Linked DNA regions of Pan troglodytes: regions 1 and 2 are each linked to region 3. The links are chromatin contacts, called in public Hi-C maps. All regions are on one chromosome and are shown on one strand. The core of a region is the stretch at or near the end of the contact, and the rest is flanking DNA. Distances in the headings are between cores, read along the strand shown. Region 1 has its middle 170 kb from the start of RGS6. Region 2 overlaps SIPA1L1 (signal induced proliferation associated 1 like 1). Region 3 holds the start of SIPA1L1 (signal induced proliferation associated 1 like 1).

Region 1 (4,264 bases), core at 768-3,267, 430 kb before region 3:
CAAGCTTTGTGGCCCATGCCTGTAATCCCAGTACTTTGGGAGGCCAAGGCAGTCGGATCTCTTAAGACCAGGAGTTCAATACCAGCTTGGCCAACATGATGAAACCCCATTTCTACTAAAAACACAAAAATTAGCCAGGTGTGGTAGCACGCGCCTGTAGTCCCAGCTACTTGTGGGGCTGAGGCAGGAGGATCGATTGAGCCCAGGAAGTCGAGGCTGCAGGGAATCGTGATTGTGCCACTGCACTCCAGCCCGGGTAACAGAGTGAGACCCTTTCTCTCAAAAAAGGAGGGCGGGGGGGGGGGGGCGGGGGGGAAGGCAATTTCTCTGAGGCCTGAACAGTGTTCCTGAGGACAGCATCTGTTTAGGGTTACAGGTGACCCTGTGCCAGCTCTAGGGGCCACATCTGAGTGACAGAAGTGCTACGCATTCTTTCACACATTGTGCCCCCTGGGGATATGCAGGTCCCATAAGAGGGACACGGTGCCCCTCTTGTCCAGGTTTAAGGGTGGCACTGTGAGGGCCCATTTCTCTGGGATGAGCCTGCCTAGGGCTGGGCTCAGGAGGCAGGAAGACTAGAATGGAATGTGAGAGCTTCCCACGCTGAGAAAGGGGACTGGTGTCTCCAGCTTCTGAGCAGTCCCAGCGATGTGGCAGGGCCTCAGGGGAATAACCGCTTGAACTCAGCAGGGGAGGCAGGCCCAGCCTGTGCAGTGACCTCCGCGCCCTGGCTCAACAGGAGGGCATTGAGGACCAGGGGGGTGAGGACGAGGGGTCTGTAAACCAGCCAATGGCAACCAGAAACCAGAGGCCTCTCCTGCCCGCACCCCGGGACCTTGATAGGACCCCGAGAGGGAAGGAGAGAGCCTCTGTCATGAAAAGAATTGTATTCCAGCCTCGCCAGATTAGATTTGACTTGAAGCAGGAAGAAAGAAATGTGACATTTCTCACCTCATTTTGTTCAATAAAATCAGAATCCACCACGGAAGTAAATTTGTTTGAGTCGTGGCACGTTTCTCCAGCTCTTTTCTCCTCCACCCCTGGAAGCGAGGGGAGCCCACGGTCTGGGGAAGGGCGGACGTCGGGGCCTTCCCTACCGGACAGCACTGCCGCTTCTGCAATCTGCCTTCCTCCTTCTGCGGACTGTTCCTGCCGGAGGCCCCAGCGGCCTGGCCTCGCATCAGATCGCCTGAGGGCCTCTCAGGTGTTGGTGGAGGGAGGTCATCTGGGTGGGAGAAGTTTTGCCATCAGCCTGAGGAGAGGACAGTGGGGATTCTGGGCAGAAAACAATGCGAACCATCAACAGAATACATATATATATATATATATATATATATATATATTTTTTTTTTTTTTTTTTTTTTTTTTTTTTTTGAGACGGAGTCTCACTTTGTCATCCAGGCTAGAGTGCAGTGGCGCAATCTCGGCTCACTGCAACCTCCACCTTCTGGGTTCAAACAATTCTCCTGCCTCAACCTCCCGGGTAGCTAGGATTACAGGCGCCCACCACCACGCCAGGCTAATTTTTGTATTTTAGTAGAGAGAGAGTTTCGCCATGTTGGCCAGGCTGGTCTTGAACTGCTGACCTCAAGTGATTCACCCGCCTCGGCCTCCAAAGTGCTGGGATTACAGGCATGAGGCACCGCGCCCAGCAACAGAAGTTCTTTTTCCTCCGTCTGGCCTTCCAGGTTCAAGCAAAGCCAGTGTCATTTGCCCAGGCCTCTCAGGATCCTTTTTGCTTCCAGAGACTCCCTCTTTACTCCCCACGCCGGGTACCCAGAAAAGTCCTTGAAAGAAATTGTTCTCCTCCTCCCCAGGGGTGGGGGGTACCACTTGGCCAATGAATGGTTACTCCCAACCTTACCCATGAGCTCAGACACTGACAAGGCTGCAGGTCCTGCTCAAATCGAAATAGGAGCTATCAAATCCCGGGAGGGCCCCTGGCTCTGAGCCCAGTCTTCTTGCCTTCACGATTTCTCCTGGCACAGAATCAGCCGGGAAACGCGCTCTTTCACTTGAACGCAAGTGAGGACTCGGACAGCAGAGGGAGCCAGCAGCCCGCGGTTGGCGCTGAGGCCCGGCTTCTGAAATCCCATCTGTTCCCAGAGCTTGTTGGCGCCCCCCGTGCAAGTTGGGGCACACAGAAAATACAAGTTTTCTTAAATGAATGCCTCCCAAGGGGTCAGAAACAGGGCCCGCTGGGGTTTTCTTACAAATTCGTAACCTGCGTGGCTCTCCCGTGCCAATTAAATAATCAGGAGGAAATACCGCGTTTGTCTATTAAAGCCTGGTGTTGCTTCTCAGAGACTCACAGTGTAATATCAGAGGGAATTTACCTTCCATTGGGATTCTTTTGCCATTAACAATTCTTCCTCTCCGTGGGAACTTGCATGTCGCCTCTTCCCCTCGGCCCTCAGAACGCTTACTCTGTGGGCACACAGGAAAAGGTATGGGGGTCTCTGTGCTGAGCGCCCCAAGTGCCTCGTCTATAGGCAGACATTTTGATAAGCTAATCAGCTCTTTAACCAACTATCTGATAATATCTGATTTTTAAAAAGGCTTTCATAAAGTACTTTGTGCTATAGTAATATTTCCAAAGAGGAGCTGAACCCATTTATTGCAATGAACTAACATTTCGAATGCAATGCTGCTTTTCACCCAGCAACCCACGGCCAGGCCAGGCTTTCTTATTCCTGTTCTTCCGCCGAGGAGTCAGAATTATTTGCACCTCCTGCTCGTGTTCTCCACAGATTTCGTGGGGGCAGGTGCTGTGGGTTTCTGGAGATGAGCACTAACAGCTGTGCCACTCGGGACTTTGAGGAACGCCCAGTCTCCCACCAGCGTTCTCCACGGGGATATCCGGTTAGTTTTCAAGGCCCCGTGCAGCCCCCACACCTATTTTCTCTGTGGCACCGCGGAGGTCTCAGCCGCACGACTTTCAACTGGACGCCAGGAGTCTCCACAGAAGAACGTTGATCACTCATGACGTGGGGCGGAGAGATCCACACTGCTGAAGTTTATCAGAGGAGCCAAAGTCTGCCTTTATCTCACTCGGATACTACAGGATGCCTGGGGCTGACGGATCAGGGAGGGGCAGCGGGGCCAGGAGGGAACCTGGAAGAAGTGAGATTAGGGGCTTTGGATTAAGCCTGGATTCATAACAGGTGGAATGACACTTCTCAAGGAGGCCTGTTCTGTTTTGTTTTCAAGAGATGGGGTCTCTCTGTGTTGCCCAGGCTAGCACAGTGCTGCAATCACAGCTCACTGCAGCTTTGACCTCCTGGGCTTAAGGGATCCTCCCCCTTCAGCCTCCCAAGTAGCTGGGACTATGGGACTATCGGTGTGAGCCACTACACCTTGCTAGTTGTTGTTTCTTCCCCCCAACCCCCCACCTCACCCCATCCCATAGAGACTGGGGTCTCACTTTGTTGTCCAGGCTGGTCTTGAACTCCTGGCTTCAAGCAATCCACCCTCCTCAAGCCTCCCGAAGTGTTGGGATTACAGGCATGAACTACCACACCTGGCCAAGGAGGCTTGTTTAAAATGATGCATTGAGGCCAGGTCATGCCCATAATCCCAACATTTTGGAAGGTCGAGGTGGGTGGATTGCTTGAGCTCAAGAGTTCGAGACCAGCCTGGGCAACATGGCAAAACCCCATCTCTACATTAGCCAGTTGTGGTGGTTAGCACCTCCCAGCTACTCAGGAGGCTGAGGTGGGAGGATCCACTGCAGCCCAGGAGGTCAAGGCTGCAGTGAGCCAAGATTAGCACCACTGCACTCCAGCCTGGGTGACAGTGAGACCCTGTCTCAAAATAAATAAAATGATGCATCCTGGATGGTGGTGGCCACAGAGCCTGACCTCAGCCAGTCAGTGTTGTTATCAGGGTCCTCTCAGAGGCGTATGACTCACATTTAGGTCCAACAGCACACTTTGTGATAAATGACAGCATCAGCATTGTTCAAACTACTCAACAGACTGAAACAGTCGGTCAGATCTGTAAGATGAGATTTAACTGAGATACATGTCTTCTTCCCTTTCCATTTTGAATGGAGAAGAAATAACCCCAAAACACCACAGGTGAAAACACCTTAGGTGTTGGGATCGCCTCTGAGCTCATGTGAGACAGGACGACAAAAAAATGGGGTAATCATAGGCTGCATGGATCCTAAGGATATTGGATCCAGAGTTGGAGGGCCAGTACCAGTGCCAGAATGCCGTGCTCATTTCTGCCTGTCTTTGAAAGGAGCCCAGGAGGGTGGGAG
Region 2 (4,144 bases), core at 1,300-3,799, 390 kb before region 3:
GCCTTATGATTTAATGACACTTGAAGAATTTGGGCTTGCTACATCAACTGAATGAATGGATTAGTTGCTTCATAGAACAAAGCAAAAAAATGTTTTGTTGGTGAGATCTGCATCAAGCATCTGTGGCTTGACAGAGGGCTCATTTTCTCAAGGTTCACTTGAAATTTCTTCCTCAGTGGTTCTATTTTTCAGTCTTTGAGGTTACTAAAAGTAACTGGTTCTGGATAAAATAACCACCCCCAAAAGCTGGAAGAGGTGTGGCAAGATCGCTTAGGCCAAATCACCTGGAGTTCTGCCATGTAACAGCAACATAGAACATAATCGTGAATGTTTATTGTATGCGGTGATGCAAAGCAAAAATTGCCAATTAAAATGATCCATACCCACAACCTAGGCTAAGGCAAATAGAGTCAACCACATCTCTTAAGAGAAGTTCTGGTTTTGTTATTTTAGAGGGTGAATTTTCAAATTCTGAGTTAGTCCATAATATTTAGAAAAATGACATTCTCATCTTAAGGAAAAAATATAAAACAGAGGCAATTAATTGTTAGTAACTAAAAAAAAAAAAAATTTCCAGGCAGAAAAGATTTAGAGAAGGAAATGTTACAGATAAAGACAACTGAGTAACTTCTAAACAAAGATGGAAGGCATATTTCTCACATCCATAGGATGCCAATGAGGGTGCAGGGAACAGGGCATACACAGAGGCACACAGACAGCCCAGTGTGCCAGAGTAGCCTGAGGCAGTCCTAATGTTCAATGTAAACCACACATAAGAAGCCTTTCTTTTCCTCAGCTCTCAAGAAACATACAGCTTTTGTGGCATGAACAGTTAACTTATTAGATCAACCAGAAAAAGCACATTCATGAAATTGAGCTGTGTTGACAACTGTGAGCAGGCATTTTTCTTGGTCTTTAACCAGTTCTTCCAGTGATAATGTCAGACACTGACCAACATATATCTAGATCCTGACTGATATTTGTATATTAGCTGTTCTAAAGTTCTTCCTTGTCATACTTCGTAGAGTTTAAAAACTTTTATGTAGACATGACAGTTTACTAAGACTTCATGCTACACAAAACTCTATGTATGCTCTCATACCTACACCTATAAGCACTGCAGCTCTGTGCAAATACTGATGCATCTGTACAATAACCTTCAAAATAGTTAGTGGTTTTCTAAGAGCCAGGAGTTGAGGATTTATGTAACTTTTGAACTGGTTTGAGTCATCACGCAAAAAACATAAAGAAAAGTCATTCTTTCATTTTTTTGAGACAGTGTCTCACTATGTTGCCCAGATTGACCTCTAACTCCTGGGTACAAATGATCCTCCTGCCTCAGCCTCCTGAGCAGCTGGGACTATAGGCCCATGTCACCGTGCCCAGCTAGTTATTCCTATTTGCTCACTGGCATGTATTGAGTATCAATCTATTATGTTCACGTTGGCATGGCCTATGCAAATGTACTTAGGATGAACATATTGGGTGAAAAATCCTCTTGTACTGACTAGATGGCAGTAAAAAGGTATATGTGATCGCATAAGTGGGTAGTAATTGGCTACAGGTGTCTGAGGGGGCCTTAGGGAAGCAAGAGGAAAGAGACCTGGAGAATAGCTGGCTAACAACCGTGGACACCAAAACAAGTCAGGTCAGTCAGTTACAGAAGAGATGTCTATGTGCAAGCATGAGGTAGGGTTTTTAGCTTTCTCATGTGTGTTCTTAAATTAAGCTCCAACATCAGAAACAGCATTGGTCAGCAGGTCTAGAGGATTTTGGACTAACTGAGGAGGTCCTTGATTGCCACACAAACTGGCACTGCCTACTGCCAAGGCCAGAACGCTAAGAAGAAAATGAACGCTGCTTAAATTTAAGAATGTCCTTAAATTACTACTATCTTCACCTCTCCTAGGCTTACCACTAATCATTTTTTTTTTCAGTGGTTCATTTTAAGATCTGAAAGTGAAACAGCCATTACCAAAAAATAAAATAAAATAAATTTTCTCCCTACATTTCCAAGCTTCATAAAGATACACATATATTCTAGGGAGCAATAATTTAGAGCAATTAATAGACGTTTTTAGTTATAGAAAGTTACCAGTATGTGTGGCTTATTTTAATGACATTCAAATATAGCAACTCTATGTAATTACCAACCTGTATTAATGTAGCTCTCATGAGGAGCTACAAAAGATCTGCATGATCATCAAGAGGGAGACTAGAGGACAGAGAAGGTAGGAATGGAGCCCAGCCAGAAAGATGCAGTGAAACTTAATCACTGTAATTTAGACTTTGTCACTGAGTCCCAGGTACAAGCTCTTTTAAGCACTGTCAAGATATCTCTACATTAATTGCTGTTCCTGTCTTCTGAGGACACAAACACTCTAATTTGCTGTGATTTTAGTTTTTCTATAGCAATGTGCATTTGGTGGCTAAGTCCCCTTTCCTCCAGAAAAGGCAGGCTGCTAAAGCTCTGATTATCCAACTCACTCTGCCAAGATCAACATACCAAAGTCTCAAAACATCCCTACTTACCAGAGTCTAGAAATGAATGTGACTCAAATGAGTGGGTGAGAAGCTCTGCCACCCTCCCTGAATGGCCACATTCTTCTCTTCTCTAGTAAGTTTGACTTTCAATAGGAGAGTTATTTCTAAAGGATGATTTCAATGATTCTGCATTCTTCCAGTTAGAAGCAGAAAATTTAGATAATCCTTTGAGGCCTTCAGGCAGCTCCAGTCAGCACATTCAGATAATGCAAACCCAGGTGCTTTTTTCAGGGAGCTTTGTTGATCCCCTGGGATTTGTTAGATAATGGCACAGCCGCACATTCTGTGCTTTGGTTTCAGGGGCCCAGCTCTTTCCAATCTCACTCCATGGTGATGCCATTTGAGACAAGATCTCTATAACCAACTTTCTTCTGCCATCACATTGGACCAGAGAAATATTTTCAGATGGAAGACATTCTTAAAAAAAGGCATCCTCCTTTCAAAATGACAAATTGAAAACCAAAGAAATAGGAGTCAAACTAAACTTAAAAACCAGAGAGAAACTATTCAGATATGCAAAATGTTGTAAGTCAATGCACAGTCTACAGAGATGGGGATGTGCCAAGAACAGCCAGCGAGTGTCATCCTTCTGTCTTGTGTGATTCTGTCTATATGGTTATGGCATCTGATGCCCACTTCCTGTTCTACTTTGGCAAACACATCTCTTATACCATTTGAATCAAACAATCTACTTTCTGAATTGTGGAATGGAATACATAGTACTCAAGAATATTGAGACTACTTTCCCAATTTCCTTTTGCTTGGAAGCCATGGAGTTTCCAGACCTATCACCATCATTTTGAGATCTGCAATGTGGTAGTGGTAAACAGAAACAAAACTAGTGAAAGGCTTCATACCATGGGGCCTGACATTTTAAATGAAGGGAAGCTCAATGATAAGTAACGATAGAGACTCCATGAGAAAACAAAATACTTAGCTGGTCAAGTGAAAGCAATCCAAATTAAGTAGAGGACGTCCTCTCTCCTTCAGGTTATCTGGGCTTTACTGACAGATTATGTGCCTAAATTTCCATTTGAAAAATAAAAACTAAATTAAGCCTCTCTATTACTTTTCTTTTTCTTTCTTTCTTTTTTTTTTTTTTTTTTTTTTTTTTGAGACAGAATCTCACTCTGTTGCCCAGGCTGGAGTGCAGTTGTGTGATCTTGGCTCACCGCAACCTCTGCCTCCTGGGTTCAAGCGATTCTCCTGCCTCAGCCTCCCAAGTAGCTGGGATTACAGGTGCCTGCCACCATGCCCAGCTAATTTCTGTACTTTTAGTAGAGACGGGGTTTCACCATGTTGGCCAAGCTGGTCTCAAACTCCTGACCTCAAGTGATCTGCCCACCTCGGCCTCCCAAAGTGCTGGGATTACAGGCGTGAGCCACCACGCCCAGCCTCTACTATTTTTCTTGCGGTCATAATCATAGCAGACCCAGAAGACAGCAAGGTTAGATGCTCTCACACATTGATCAATGACTGACAACAATCGAAGATAAAAGGAGAAACCACACAGAGATCAACAGGCCTAAAAAGACAGTGATGGAATGCTTCTTCCCTATGTGGATCTTGTCACATTGGGGATTTTAGGCTCCAATCAAGA
Region 3 (4,059 bases), core at 1,207-3,706:
AGAAGCTAACAACAGCAACACCTACTGACTGTCTCAAGCCACTCACCAAACTTGTTCACTCAGTCAACTAGAAAAATCAAATAACAGTCAACTTCAAGAGTCCTTTACTTAAGCATTAATAAGAAAATTAGTTGTCAGAGACATAAAGCCATTCATCCCCCAAATCTCTTATTTTGCCTCTAACCATTTATGTGGAAACAATCACTCATCATTTTAAACGCACTGTTAATTGTTAATGCTTTAGCATAATTGATTCCATGGGAAAAATGTTTTAATATTAATATTGTAGTTAATAACTGGGATGTCATCTAATAGTTGGACACATCGGTGGCCATAATAAATTAGCTGAGACCTACTGTTATTACCACTGTTCCATATTATCCTCTTTTTTAAATCCTGGTAAAGGTAGCTTAATTGCAGCTTTCAAAAAACGAAGAGAAAAATGAAAGTCGTTAAATCAGGATTATATAGAAAACTAATATTATTACTAAAACGGCTGCAGAATTCAGTATGATCTAACCTTGCACGTTTCCAAAAGATTCAGTCAGAGAATCTTTGCCTTGGACGGATACTCCATAGGAGAAAACAGGAGAAAGTTGACACTTAACTCCCACAGAGTACCAGCATAAAAACAATGGCTTTAAGAGTCTGACTCAGAGTTTCAACATGAAAGGTTTGCTTTATAGAGGAAACGCCAATCCCAGTCCATCCAGATAGACCTGGAACCTGATGAAAGTCGACACCTTTATTCTGAAATTTGCATCACATCGCTGGCTCCAGTTTAGAAACATGATCGTTTCACAGATAATATGCATTTCAGCGAATGCTGCCTCTAAACTACCCGTCATGAAAAATAAAATCTATAAGGTAAACGTAGTCTAGGAGCCATCAATCCCCAAATGCTTCTCTTAGAAAACGAATGCCAACAATTTAGCTAAACATCTTCCTTGGAAGTGAGCCATTTCCCATGTCTCTCTGTTCTCCAAACCGCGATGAAATTTCAACCTGCCCAACACGATTACTGGTCCACCTAGAAATGCCGTGGAGCGATTTAAGAGCCTCGGAAATTTCCTTTAAGGTCAGGAGACAAGCTGGTAACAGATGGGGCGAAGGAGGAAAAGTTCTTTTTGCGGCACCCTCACGCCTTCCCAGCCCTTTCGCGGTTTACTCGCTCCCTGGAAAGCAGGTTAGAGCATCCCAAAATTTCATGTCCCCAAGACCCCCAAAGGGGAAATTAACCACCCTCGGGCACCGAGCTGTTCGTCTCCATTTCCCACAACTCAACCAACTCGGCCTGCCTACTCCAGCTCAGGCTGCAAAGCGCTCACCCAGGTGACTGGAGGGGAAGGGTCGCCAGGTGGCGACCAGCTCAGCGGGGTGGACGCAACCGCCCGGACCGGGACGCGGGTCTCCTGGCCTCCCGCAGAGACGCCTGCCCAGTAGTTGTGCAGCTTCGGGTTCTGGGGTGCGTGCGTGCGCGCGCGCCGGGCGCGGTGAAGCCGGACTCGCCCCCGCCGGGCTAAGCTACCAGCAAGCCACCAAATCGAAAATCAAACTTTAACCGGCCTCCTGGGGTCCTGCTCCGGGCCCTGGACCCCAACCCCGGCCAGAAACAGGGCAGGGGGCTGTCAGCCGTCCTGCACCCCCGCTCCCCACAGGACCCGGGCGCGGGGACCACTTACCGCTCGGCCCGGCCTCCCGGTGCCGCCGCGCGTCCCGGGCGCGTCCGCCGCGCGCTCTCCCTGGGGAGAAAGAGAAACCGTGTAGACGGCCGGCGCGCGCTCACTCGCCGCCTCCTCTGCGGAGAGCGGCGAGGCCGGCCCGAGGCGGGCGCCGAGCGCGGAGCGGAGGGGGGCCCGAGGGAGGCGGGGGTGGAATCAGCCCAATTCCCGAGCCTGGCTCCGAGGGGGACCCGGAATACAGGCTGGCGGGCGGCCGGCGGGGGCCGAGCTCCCGGAGGAGGGGAAGGCGGAGGTGGCCCCGTCCTCGGGCATCAACTATTGTCTAGGCGCCCGGGCCCCCGCTCTCGCCGTCCCCGAGGCTCAGCGCCCCCATCCCGCCCGCCAGCAGAAAGAACTGAGGGGGCGGCCAGTACGGGAAGCAAGTGCGGGGGTCCGGGCTCCGAAGGTCCAAGGTGGGCGCGAGGTTGCGGGTGGGGGATGAGGAGGTGCGTACCGCATGGGGGAGGGGACAGGTAAGTGCGGACGGGGGCGGGAAGGCCCCAAAGACCGGTGGGGGAGGAAATAGGGAGGGAGCCACAGAGGCGGGAGGGAATGGAGTGGCTGCGGGGGCGGCCTCTGGGGCCCAGACCTGGCCCTCCCCGGGGACCCTCCTGCCGGGGACTCGGCGCTGCACTGACTTTTCGCTCACTCGCTCACGCACGCACTGAACTCGCTCACAAAGTTGCCGGCAGTGGCGGCGCCTCACTCGCCCTTCCCCTCCCCGCCCCGCCTCCCGCCTCCCGCCCCATTCCTTTCCCTCCTTCACTCCTCCCTCTCCCCCAAGTCTCGGGTGAGATCACCACGGAGCGGCTTAGCGCGGCGCACAAGTCTCGCGAGAGAAGCGGCGGCTGGGCCCTGCAGGCGGAGGAAGTGGAAGAAGTCGCGGGAGGGTAGGGGACCGCGGAACTTCTGGTTGCTATGACGACGGCAAAGCCCTGGATTCCTGTCTCCTGCGGAGAGCAGAGGCTGCAAACGTGGGTGCAGTTTTCAACCTGCCCGGCGCACTGGCGGTGGGGAAAGCTAGGGGTGGTTGCGGAAGGATAATTTTTAAGCCGATTCAAGAGGGCATCTCTAGAGGACCACAGTCATGATATCTGGCCAAATTTGGCAAATGAGACTAATGTATTAAGAGGTTCTGGGACAGGTTTCTGCCTTTCTAGGCAGCACATATCTGCACCCCAAATTTCTACCATATATTCAGTTTTTCGGCCTTCTCTTTCAATCTCATTCCTCCATCCCCACACCCCCCATGCTGCCTCCCTCCTCCTCTTCTCAACTCGCACACACACGCAGACTGGGCTCCTTCAGGAACTGGCTCATTCATCTCTGTATTCTCAGCGCCTCTATAGGCTTGGTCCATACTACATATTGGCTACTTTTTTGACAAGTTGAACGCAACAGTCCATACCTGTCCTCAGTACTTGCCTTTGGCCCTAACCTAGAGAGTTCAGTCAAGTTTGGACTCTATCAAGCTACCCTCCCATTTCTGTTAACACCTTGTCTTTTTCAATGGTAATAATCTCTGCTTTCTCCATATTTTTCTCGTAAAAACCCTATTCACCATGGTGAGGGGAACTTTTTTTTTAATCATTAGGCATCCGCAGACGCCTTTATACGTACTCCAAAATGCTAGTAAGGATGAAGATGAACTCTCCTCAGCCCGTGTCTTTTAACTGTAGAAACTTTTCTGAGGTGAGGGTTATTATATACTCACTGCCTAAGTAAAATGGATATTGTGAATAGAAGTTAAACTTTAGATTTCAAAATGAATGAGTAAAAATAGATACCATTGTATGTGGATTATATCTCAATTTTTAAAATTCCTATCCATGAACATGGGGAAACCATTATTTAACTCAGTCCCACAGAACTAGAAACCTAAAGCATAACCTAAGCATATGAGGACTAGGCAGTCAAAACTTTTAAGTCACTTGCAAGTTTAAATCCTGTCAATGAAAGTTTGTGTATTAGAAACCTAAGTGATACTAGACAAAGTCAGCAAACTAGGGTTTACGTTTTTCTGTGCCACTAATAATTGAGTCTCCTTGAGAAGTTATTTAATCTCTCTGATTCTTCATCTGTGGGGGGTACCCCACATGTTAGGTTATTACAGCTTTAAAATTCTATAGCTGGCCGGCATGGTGGCTCACATGCGTAATCCCAGCACTTTGGGAGGCCCAGGTGGGAAGACTGCTTGAAGCCAGGAGTTTGAGACTATCCTGGGCAACATAGAGAGACCCTGTCTCTACAAAAATAAAAAATATTAGCTAGGTATACTGACATGCACCTGTAGTCCCAGCTATTCAGGAGGCCGAGGCTTGAGAATCACTTGAGCCCA

What was found. Hi-C and Micro-C count contacts between places; a contact is called where the count stands out from the background.
Region 1: a contact with region 3 is called in a Hi-C map of stem cell-derived neural progenitor cells, with 7 times the contacts expected there. The contact joins the enhancer-like site here to the promoter of SIPA1L1 in region 3. A contact is called at or near these places in 2 of 7 Hi-C or Micro-C datasets (blood and stem cell-derived neural progenitor cells) and 1 of 1 datasets of contacts at active chromatin or transcription factors (stem cell-derived excitatory neurons).
Region 2: a contact with region 3 is called in a Hi-C map of stem cell-derived neural progenitor cells, with 4 times the contacts expected there. The contact joins the enhancer-like site here to the promoter of SIPA1L1 in region 3. A contact is called at or near these places in 1 of 7 Hi-C or Micro-C datasets (stem cell-derived neural progenitor cells) and 1 of 1 datasets of contacts at active chromatin or transcription factors (stem cell-derived excitatory neurons).

Annotation. Positions count from the first base shown.
Region 1 is chr15:69,730,919-69,735,182 of NHGRI_mPanTro3-v2.0_pri, reverse strand. No RefSeq gene overlaps it. Among named protein-coding and RNA genes, the nearest start is that of RGS6, 170 kb to the left of the region's middle. Within about 2 kb of position 2,017, at least 9 of the 24 cell types and tissues checked have an H3K27ac peak or open chromatin away from gene starts, as enhancers often do. A contact at or near this core is called in stem cell-derived neural progenitor cells, where this site is marked.
Region 2 is chr15:69,689,931-69,694,074 of NHGRI_mPanTro3-v2.0_pri, reverse strand. All of the region lies in intron 17 of SIPA1L1 (signal induced proliferation associated 1 like 1), which reads right to left. Among named protein-coding and RNA genes, the nearest start is that of RGS6, 220 kb to the left of the region's middle. Within about 2 kb of position 2,549, at least 3 of the 24 cell types and tissues checked have an H3K27ac peak or open chromatin away from gene starts, as enhancers often do. A contact at or near this core is called in stem cell-derived neural progenitor cells, where this site is marked.
Region 3 is chr15:69,302,154-69,306,212 of NHGRI_mPanTro3-v2.0_pri, reverse strand. It overlaps SIPA1L1 (signal induced proliferation associated 1 like 1), which reads right to left and starts at 2,456. Exons shown (of 24, transcript XM_063792996.1): 1 at 2,360-2,456; 2 at 1,683-1,742. LOC107968203 (a long non-coding RNA gene) reads left to right here and starts at 2,438. Exons shown (of 7, transcript XR_008539033.2): 1 at 2,438-2,695; 2 at 3,316-3,413.